Linked DNA regions of Mus musculus: region 1 is linked to region 2. Evidence: chromatin contacts called from public Hi-C data. All regions are on one chromosome and are shown on one strand. The core of a region is the stretch at or near the end of the contact, and the rest is flanking DNA. Distances in the headings are between cores, read along the strand shown.

Region 1 (3,965 bases), core at 1,283-3,782, 2.6 Mb after region 2:
ACAAGAGTGATTCAAAATCATATTTTCTATAACATCCTTTAGTTCTCAAACCCGTTTTCACAGTAGCTTCCAGATCATCTTTTAAATACAGCTGAAAAATACACCTCATGACGTATTAGTAAATAAAATGCCTGCCCATGTCATATCTCCACTAAAATGGCTGCCCTCATCATATCCACCTCCCCCCTCATAAGTCAACCGGAACCAGACAGAGCCTTGAAATTAGTGGTCCTTTCATTTCAGTTTTGTTAGCTTCCTATTCAATGCTTCTTCCCACACCCAATGTATCACACTTTAAACAACAGTAAATCTCTAGCCCTGAGAAGACTAGTCCCCAGGGTTAGTCTAGAAAGTCCACCGAATCCATGAAAGTGAGGATTAGACTGTTTAAAGTCTTCCTGACTTCCCATATTTCAGGAAAGAGACAGACATAGAAAACGGAAGAAGATAAATGCTGTAAGAAAATACCTACACTCTGAGATCGATGCTCTAAGATCTAATCATTTCACAATTGAGAGCAAGTATAGTATAGTATGCTAACCGAAGAGACGGCGTTCCGATGCCGCGCTGCTAAAAGGCCATTTGGGTGGATCGTCTCTGCAGCAGGAGAGAGAAGCAGCCAGGGTCATTTGCAAGGACTTTTGCCTCATTGACTTCTGTTTCCTCCAGGGTCCTTTCTGGCTGATCTGTCATCTGCGGTTTGGGAGGAGAGGAGTTATTTTCACATTCTCCCTTTTTGCCTCCTGGCTTTTGGCTCTTCAGGAAAGTGTTTAGCTCAGAAAACAGCTGGCTACCGTCAGTTTTGTGTAGGGTTATGAGACACAGCACCCCAGTGTTCGTTTCAGAGATGGCTTTGAAAACACTTGTGTAGGCTGGCACCTTTGACTGCCTGGACCTCTGTGTTTACTCATTATGGAAAAAAAATGGAAAGAAAAAAAGATGAGAGTCTCTCTGTGCTGCTAATAATACTCTTCTCGAGGCAGGTCGTTCTGTTTTTGGAAATCAGACTGAGGCAGTGGAGAGGCTACTGCAGTCAGCCTTGCTGTCTAGTGGGCTGGTGTGTGATGAAGGGTCTTAGTGAGATCATGTCTATTTCCTCTAGAAGCCCAGGACCCTGGCCTGGCCCCTGTGACTCACTAGGACTTTTGCAAGAACAGCCAGTCTTTTAGGAAGGCCCTCTTGCCTCTCTGGTTGGGTACTTCTGTGGTGATCTGGATGGTGTTCTTTCAGAAGTTGCCCTTCAGGTCAACTTCCCCTTCTCCAGGCATTTCGTTACTGTTTTATCTATCAAGAAAACCCAAATGATAAGCAGGCATTTTGAACTTTTAACAACACAAGGGCTAAAGGTATATATAGAGAGAGATTTAAAATGTCTTTTAAAATGTCTTTTCTGGGGGGGGGGGGGGGGGATTGCTATTAGCCTTTTCGGGTAAGGCTGAAAAGATGTTCTAAAATGTCCAATTTTTAACGACTGCAAGAAATGTAAAGATTAAGGAAAGGAGAAACCACAGTGATAGTTCAGTTAGAAAAGTGCTTGCCTTACAACCATAAAGGCCTGAGTGTGATCCTTAGAACTCCTATGAAAAGTCAGATGTCGTGGCTTGCATTATAATCCCAGTGCTGGGTGTATAGAGGCAGGTGAATACCTGGGCCTCACTCCATCCAGCCCAGCCTATTTGTTGAGTTCCAAGCTGGTATAAGAGAGTAGGTTTGCTTATTTGTTTTTCCTTCACTTTTCTTTTTTGTAATTGTTGTTCTTGTTCTTGATGCACTTGTGGCTGATGATGACACCTAAAGCCAAACACCCAATGCTATCCTCTGGCCTCCACACCTTTGTGCACACACATACACACACATGCACACAAACACAAATTAGGCAAGACGGAAAACCACTGACCATGTATGTACTTATGTCTGATCCACTATGTTGAGATACCATTTTCTATCATTCTGAACTACAATAACTCATCTATTCAAGGTTTCCTAGAGCCAGTCTGTTAGTCAGTGACAGAGTGAGTCTCACATGAGAGATGAGTTCACTGCTTACCTCTGCCGCCAGCTGATTTGATATTGCTCAACTTTTCTTGCAATCCTCTTCTTCTATAAGAAAAGGTGAACTCTCTCAACCTCTTAAACATGTCATAACAATTACATGGGATAAGTTGCGTATGGTTGTAATCCCAGAAAGGAAGTAAACATTTAACAAACATGTGTTTCCTGACATTAACCAAGTATTCCTGACTAAGAAGATGATATCAAAACTCAGTGCTGAAAATTGAGCATCCTTTAATGTTTAAAGGCACATATGCCAAACTGTGTATCCTAATTTACAAATGGAGCCAAGCTCCTTTTCCATCAGGAAACCAGAAGCACCAAGCATGTTCAGAAAACGCACAAAAGGAACACCACCTGATGTAGTCTGTGGTACGGCCTCACGGACCCTTCCTTTTTCTCAAAGCCAAACGTCCACATAACAGGCTGAAGGTGGCTGAGGCAGCCAAGGGCAGGGTTTTGTAATTCTCCGGTCAGCATAACCAGAACCTACCCTCTATGCATGCTGCCTTTATTTTCTCAGTTTCTTCCTTGGAGGTCAGGGACACTTAGGAGAGTTTTTTTTTATATAGTTTTCATTTTTTAAAAATGGCAACTGTGGTCAAAGCTACAAAACCAGGAATGAAAGAAAGAAATTGTTTCCCCGTGTCCTTTCAACTCCTCGCAGAGGACACTTCCAAATCCTGGGACTTGGTGAGGGCTTATTGTTTTAGGTAACACTGCCCTCTGTTGGAAAAGTGATGCACTTCTTTGTTAAAAGAGCAGGACTGGTAGTATCAGTGCAGAGGCATTAAAACAGATGGGAAGCTGTAACCTTCTTAGCTAAACATTCCAGCACCTGTCCCAACCAGTCAGAATAGAAAAAGAGAATCGAGTAACAGGACACACACACACACACACACACAATTAAATAATACAAACTCAACACAAAAACAGTCTTTCTAGACTGTTTTTAAAAGAAAATATATATACTTTCAATTAAAAGACGATTTAGCTTCTAACATTTTGTTTTAAAACTTTTAATTTTGACACTGCTCTCACTGTCAAGAGTGGTCAGGGCAGCTCATGGACTGCAAGATCTGGAAGGCTTTGAGGTAACATTTGCCCACAAAGAAACCCAGAAATAAGGCTCTGCTTTTTGGCTTAAAGAACTCAGATGCTTCTCAGAGTGTGACTGTCGTGGCAGTACCGAGGGTAGTCTAAGGAGGGACACCATGTGGCTCCCTTTGTCTCTCAAACTATTGATAAATGGACTCCCAAGAAATTAGAGTGTCCCCAGTAGTCTTACACAGAGAGAAGGAAAAGGCTGCAGTCTGGTACCAGCCAGAGAAGAAACTTATCTCTAGGAAAGGAATTTCACACAATTCTGGCAACTCATCAGGAGAATATGAAGTCCAGACAATGATGGACAGACAAGACTGTTTAAATGTGCATATCTTTTACACTCTACTTAAAACTAAACCTCATGTCAGGACTTCGAGGATAGAGGGGAGATGAAGAGGTGTCACTACACCTCTTTGTTTCTATTTTAATGTGGTCACATCGACTAAGTCACTGGTTTTCTCTGTTATTTGCCTATTACAGTATCCTACTACAGTCAGATGGGTGAGTATAGCTTGCAAGGGATTCCAGGGTCCATTTGCTGACCATAGCAACAACCAAAATGAAAAAGAAAAAAAAAACATGAGATTTAAACATGCTATAATTATCTAATGGTGTCACCCTGGTATCTTATATATTAGATTTTTAAAATTTTTTTACAGAAAGCATTTAGTTACTGAGAGTAACTCTAAGAAAGAAAAAAAAAACCCATTATTCCGTTCCAAACTCAGGTTCTTTACCATCTCTAAGAAAAAGGTAAAATGCATATTTTCAAGTACAAAGAAAATGAGTTGAAAGGTTTTAACCATGGA
Region 2 (3,798 bases), core at 1,254-3,753:
AGATCAAAGAGGAGAGGAGAGGAGAGAGGAGAGGAGGGGAGAGGGAAAAAAACTTCATAAAAATCTGATTTAACATTGGTTCAGAGGGGAAAAACCACAGAATTTTAAAAAATCAATACAGATTTCAACTCCTTGGTCCCTTATTACGGAGATTGTAAACTGTTGCTTGAACAATTTTGGCTCTGCTCACTCTATGACACTATTAACAATGCTGGAAGATATTTAATTGGTATATACTAAGGTCTTATTTATATCATATGACTGCATGAAATAAGCAGTCATACTATTTCCTGCTAGTAAAGTGAACAGATATGAGAGATAACCCCAGGAAATTACTGAACCATTCCTGAAAAAGATATATTTTAGTGTCAGCTATGTTTGTAGCTTTACTTTAATTTAATAAACATAAGCAGATGAGTCAACACTACCAAATTATTTTTTTTCAGAGTCATATTTTTCTGTTCAGTTAGTTTATTTAGTTCATTTAGCACTGTTTTACCTCAAGATAAGTAAGTGGTCTTCTGGATGCAGAGTAAAGGTGCCTTTTAGTTAAGAAAAGCAACCAATGAAGAAATACACACACACACACACACACACACACACACACACACACACACACACAGAGAGAGAGAGAGAGAGAGAGAGAGAGAGAGAGAGAGAGAGAGACAGAGAGTATGCTAGCCTGACATGAATTTTCTATCAGTAACTTTTGACTTACAGTGACTTTTTATTAAACACAGCAAGACTATCCTTAACACTTTTTTCGTAGTTTAAAATGTATTAGCAACTTGCCTGTCACCTTAGAAGAAATGGAAATATTTCCCTAGTAGATTTTGAGCTTTAACAATGTTAACAAAGGTGGAAACAGCCTAAAGGTAACAAAGGATACTCAGACCCTAAAGGTTAATGGCAAGGCAGAAAGGAAGTGAGAAGTCCTTCCATTGTTGTCAGGGCTGGTTTGGGTACAGCTGGAGCACTCTCGGATTCAAGCCTTTTAAAGCAGACCTACACGTAGGAATTCAGGAAAATTCCATGGCAGTCACACTCCCAAACAGTTTTTAATTCAAAATTTGCAGGGAACAAGCCATTGATATACTATCCCTGGATTTAAGAATTCAAATTGCATAGATTGCCTAGGAGCTCACTGTGAAAATATTCATTCCCTGAGGGCAATCTACCTTCAGGCTTTAAGAATGACTCTGCAGTCTAGAAATAATTTAGCATCATGCATTGACAAGCCATTGTAGATCAAGGAGATGCTGATTAAGCTGTAGATGAGAGGGGCTGATAGGCCCATATTCCAGTTCCTACATATGAAATGAAATAGTTTCTGTGTTACCAGCAATGAGTTATTTTCTCACAGATGGATGCTTTGAACAGCTCTATGTACACCAGCCAAGTGTGGTTAGAAACGTTATCCAGTGCAACCCAACCCCTAGGCCACCCTAGGTCTGGAGAGCAGATAACTTATAGCCACTGTGCCTCCCTACTGAGAGGACTGCCCTCCCTGGATGACAGCCTTTTCTAACCTATTATCAGATCTGGAATCATAAGAATTCTGTGCAAGATTCTTGATGTCAGGCTCAGGACTTGTCATCCTCTTAGAATCTGTCAATTTGTTTTTTTGTTTTTTTTTTTTTTTTACACATCATATAGGATATTTTCCTATTTCTTAGAATGACTTTTAGGGCCCTTTTTTACTGGGTAGTAGATAGATAACTTCATTTTGAACATATTCGGAGATGAGCAAGTGAAAGATTATTTCAGAAAAGCTGTGGTTGCAGTACTCTTTCATGTATCCACTAGAGGACTCCTCTCACTCTCTGTGGCCTCTGGCATTTGGTGCTTAACTAACTCTTGAGTTGAGCCACTGGCTACATATCAACGTTAGAACGAAAACATTCCCCCTACTTTTAACACCTCCTGCTAGTTCAATAAAGCCATGTTTAAATAACTGAACTGGCTTCAATGAACTGTACTTGCCATCTTTTTCCTGCGTCTTAGCTAGATAAAATGGAGATAATTATGAAGTGGATGAGCAGGTTTAATGAAAGCCAGTTTCTTTGGGTACACTCCTGAAGCAGCAATCATCATCTGTTTGGCTTTTGAAGAGCAACAATTATAATCACTTAAACCCCCAAGGGGAACAAAAATAGAATTTACATTAGCATATAAAATATACAGCTGGATTGGGCAAGCCTACAAAATTCTGGGGAAATCGGTCCTACTCTGAATGCTATTCAAGCTCACAAGTAAAATGAGTTTGAGAGTATTTTTCCATACTTCCTTCCTATAAAATAATACATGTAACAATGATGAGAGGCAAGAATATTTTACATACTTCCTTCCTATAAAATAATACATGTAACAATGATGAGAGGGGTTTCCTAAAAAGGAACACGGGGAAATACATTTAAAAAAAAATGGTTGCCAGGAGAGAATGCCAGAAGGAAGGGCTACAATGTGTTAGGAGAGGCTCAGAGAGCAACTGTGAGATGTTATACGCATAAAGTCCAAGTTTCCACAGTATAAAGCTACACACATCTGCGAGCTTCAGAAAGAAGCAGGATAGTTTGAACTTGACCAACAGTGAAAATTAATCCCAAGGAAGGTAACTTTCACATTAGCATCACCTCCTTTTCATCAGGTAGATATGCAATAATACAAAGAAACCGAAACTGGTTTAAAGCATTTCTTTAGATCAATCGCTCTCACATACCCTCTTTATTACATCCCCTGTTACAGAGCCCTGTTCACAGACAATCTCCCTCAGCACTTCCGTTATTTAATTACTTTCGCTTGTGAGTCTCGTGTACAGTTTGCAAGATCTATTTTTTTTTTTGCTTGAGCATAGAAGAATAAAAATGGAGCTTTGCTGAATCCATTATGCCACCAGCAACAAAACACTAACATAATCAATATATTAAAGGCTTTCCTGGCTGTGCACATTTGTCAAAGGCAGTGTGTCTGAGGAATTACACTAATGAATCTTGGAACAGTCAACATCCGATGCAGGAAGCTTGCTCTCCCTCATATGTGCATAACTATGTAACGACAAGAGAAATGTATACTACTGTCTTTCTGAACATCATTTGAAAATCCATTAGTCTACTTTTTTTAGTGGAAAGAAAACACAAAGTCCATGGTGCAAAACTGAGATGCCTCCAGAAATGCCTAGGTAATACCAAGTATAGGTATATTCGTGGGACCACCCTCTACCTCCCGAAAGGAAATTGGTACCTAACTTCTGATGATGTTAGCCTCATTGCATATAAACATTAGGCCACATATCTACCTTAGAGATGGAATGCCCACTGCTTGACAAAATTGCCCCATTTTCCAATGGGACATTCCCATGGAGGCTGTAGCATTGCCCATAACTAAACAACATGCCTTGATTTTTGTAGAGCTAAGTCTTTCATTCATTTGTATTCTCAGATACAGTGGCCTCCAATGTAGCCTCAACATATATATATATATATAAAAAAATCAATGCCACAAAATCAGGTTCAGTGCTGATAGATTAAGCCCTGAGGTGTTCGTAATGCAAGCCTAAATGTCTACAGCAATCTTAGCTCTCATTATCTTTACCAAAGGATAACGTTAATTTTTAAGATTTTATTAAACATTTATAATATTAATCAGTCCTTTAAATGACTTTTTCTGGAAACATTAAAAAAGCTAGATTCTTCCTTCTTAATGGAAATGATCTCCAGTCGTATTAACTTTATAATCTCTATCTCAAGGCATGCACACCACTGCTGCTTCCTTTATTAGCCTTCACAGTGGCCTTCAAGA

Evidence for each region. A called contact is a pair of places that touch in the nucleus more often than the background predicts.
Region 1: a contact with region 2 is called in a Hi-C map of the N1E-115 cell line, with 9 times the contacts expected there. The contact joins two enhancer-like sites. A contact is called at or near these places in 4 of 39 promoter capture datasets (the 3T3-L1 cell line, cranial neural crest, frontonasal cranial neural crest and 1 more), 3 of 484 Hi-C or Micro-C datasets (the N1E-115 cell line, cerebral cortex and cortical neurons) and 1 of 9 other capture datasets (liver).

What each region holds. Positions count from the first base shown.
Region 1 is chr4:94,004,794-94,008,758 of GRCm38.p6, forward strand. No RefSeq gene overlaps it. Among named protein-coding and RNA genes, the nearest start is that of Gm32035, 140 kb to the left of the region's middle. Within about 2 kb of position 2,533, at least 14 of the 459 cell types and tissues checked have an H3K27ac peak or open chromatin away from gene starts, as enhancers often do. A contact at or near this core is called in the N1E-115 cell line, where this site is marked.
Region 2 is chr4:91,390,373-91,394,170 of GRCm38.p6, forward strand. It overlaps a transcript of Elavl2 not described here. Among named protein-coding and RNA genes, the nearest start is that of Elavl2, 16 kb to the left of the region's middle. Within about 2 kb of position 2,504, at least 5 of the 459 cell types and tissues checked have an H3K27ac peak or open chromatin away from gene starts, as enhancers often do. A contact at or near this core is called in the N1E-115 cell line, where this site is marked.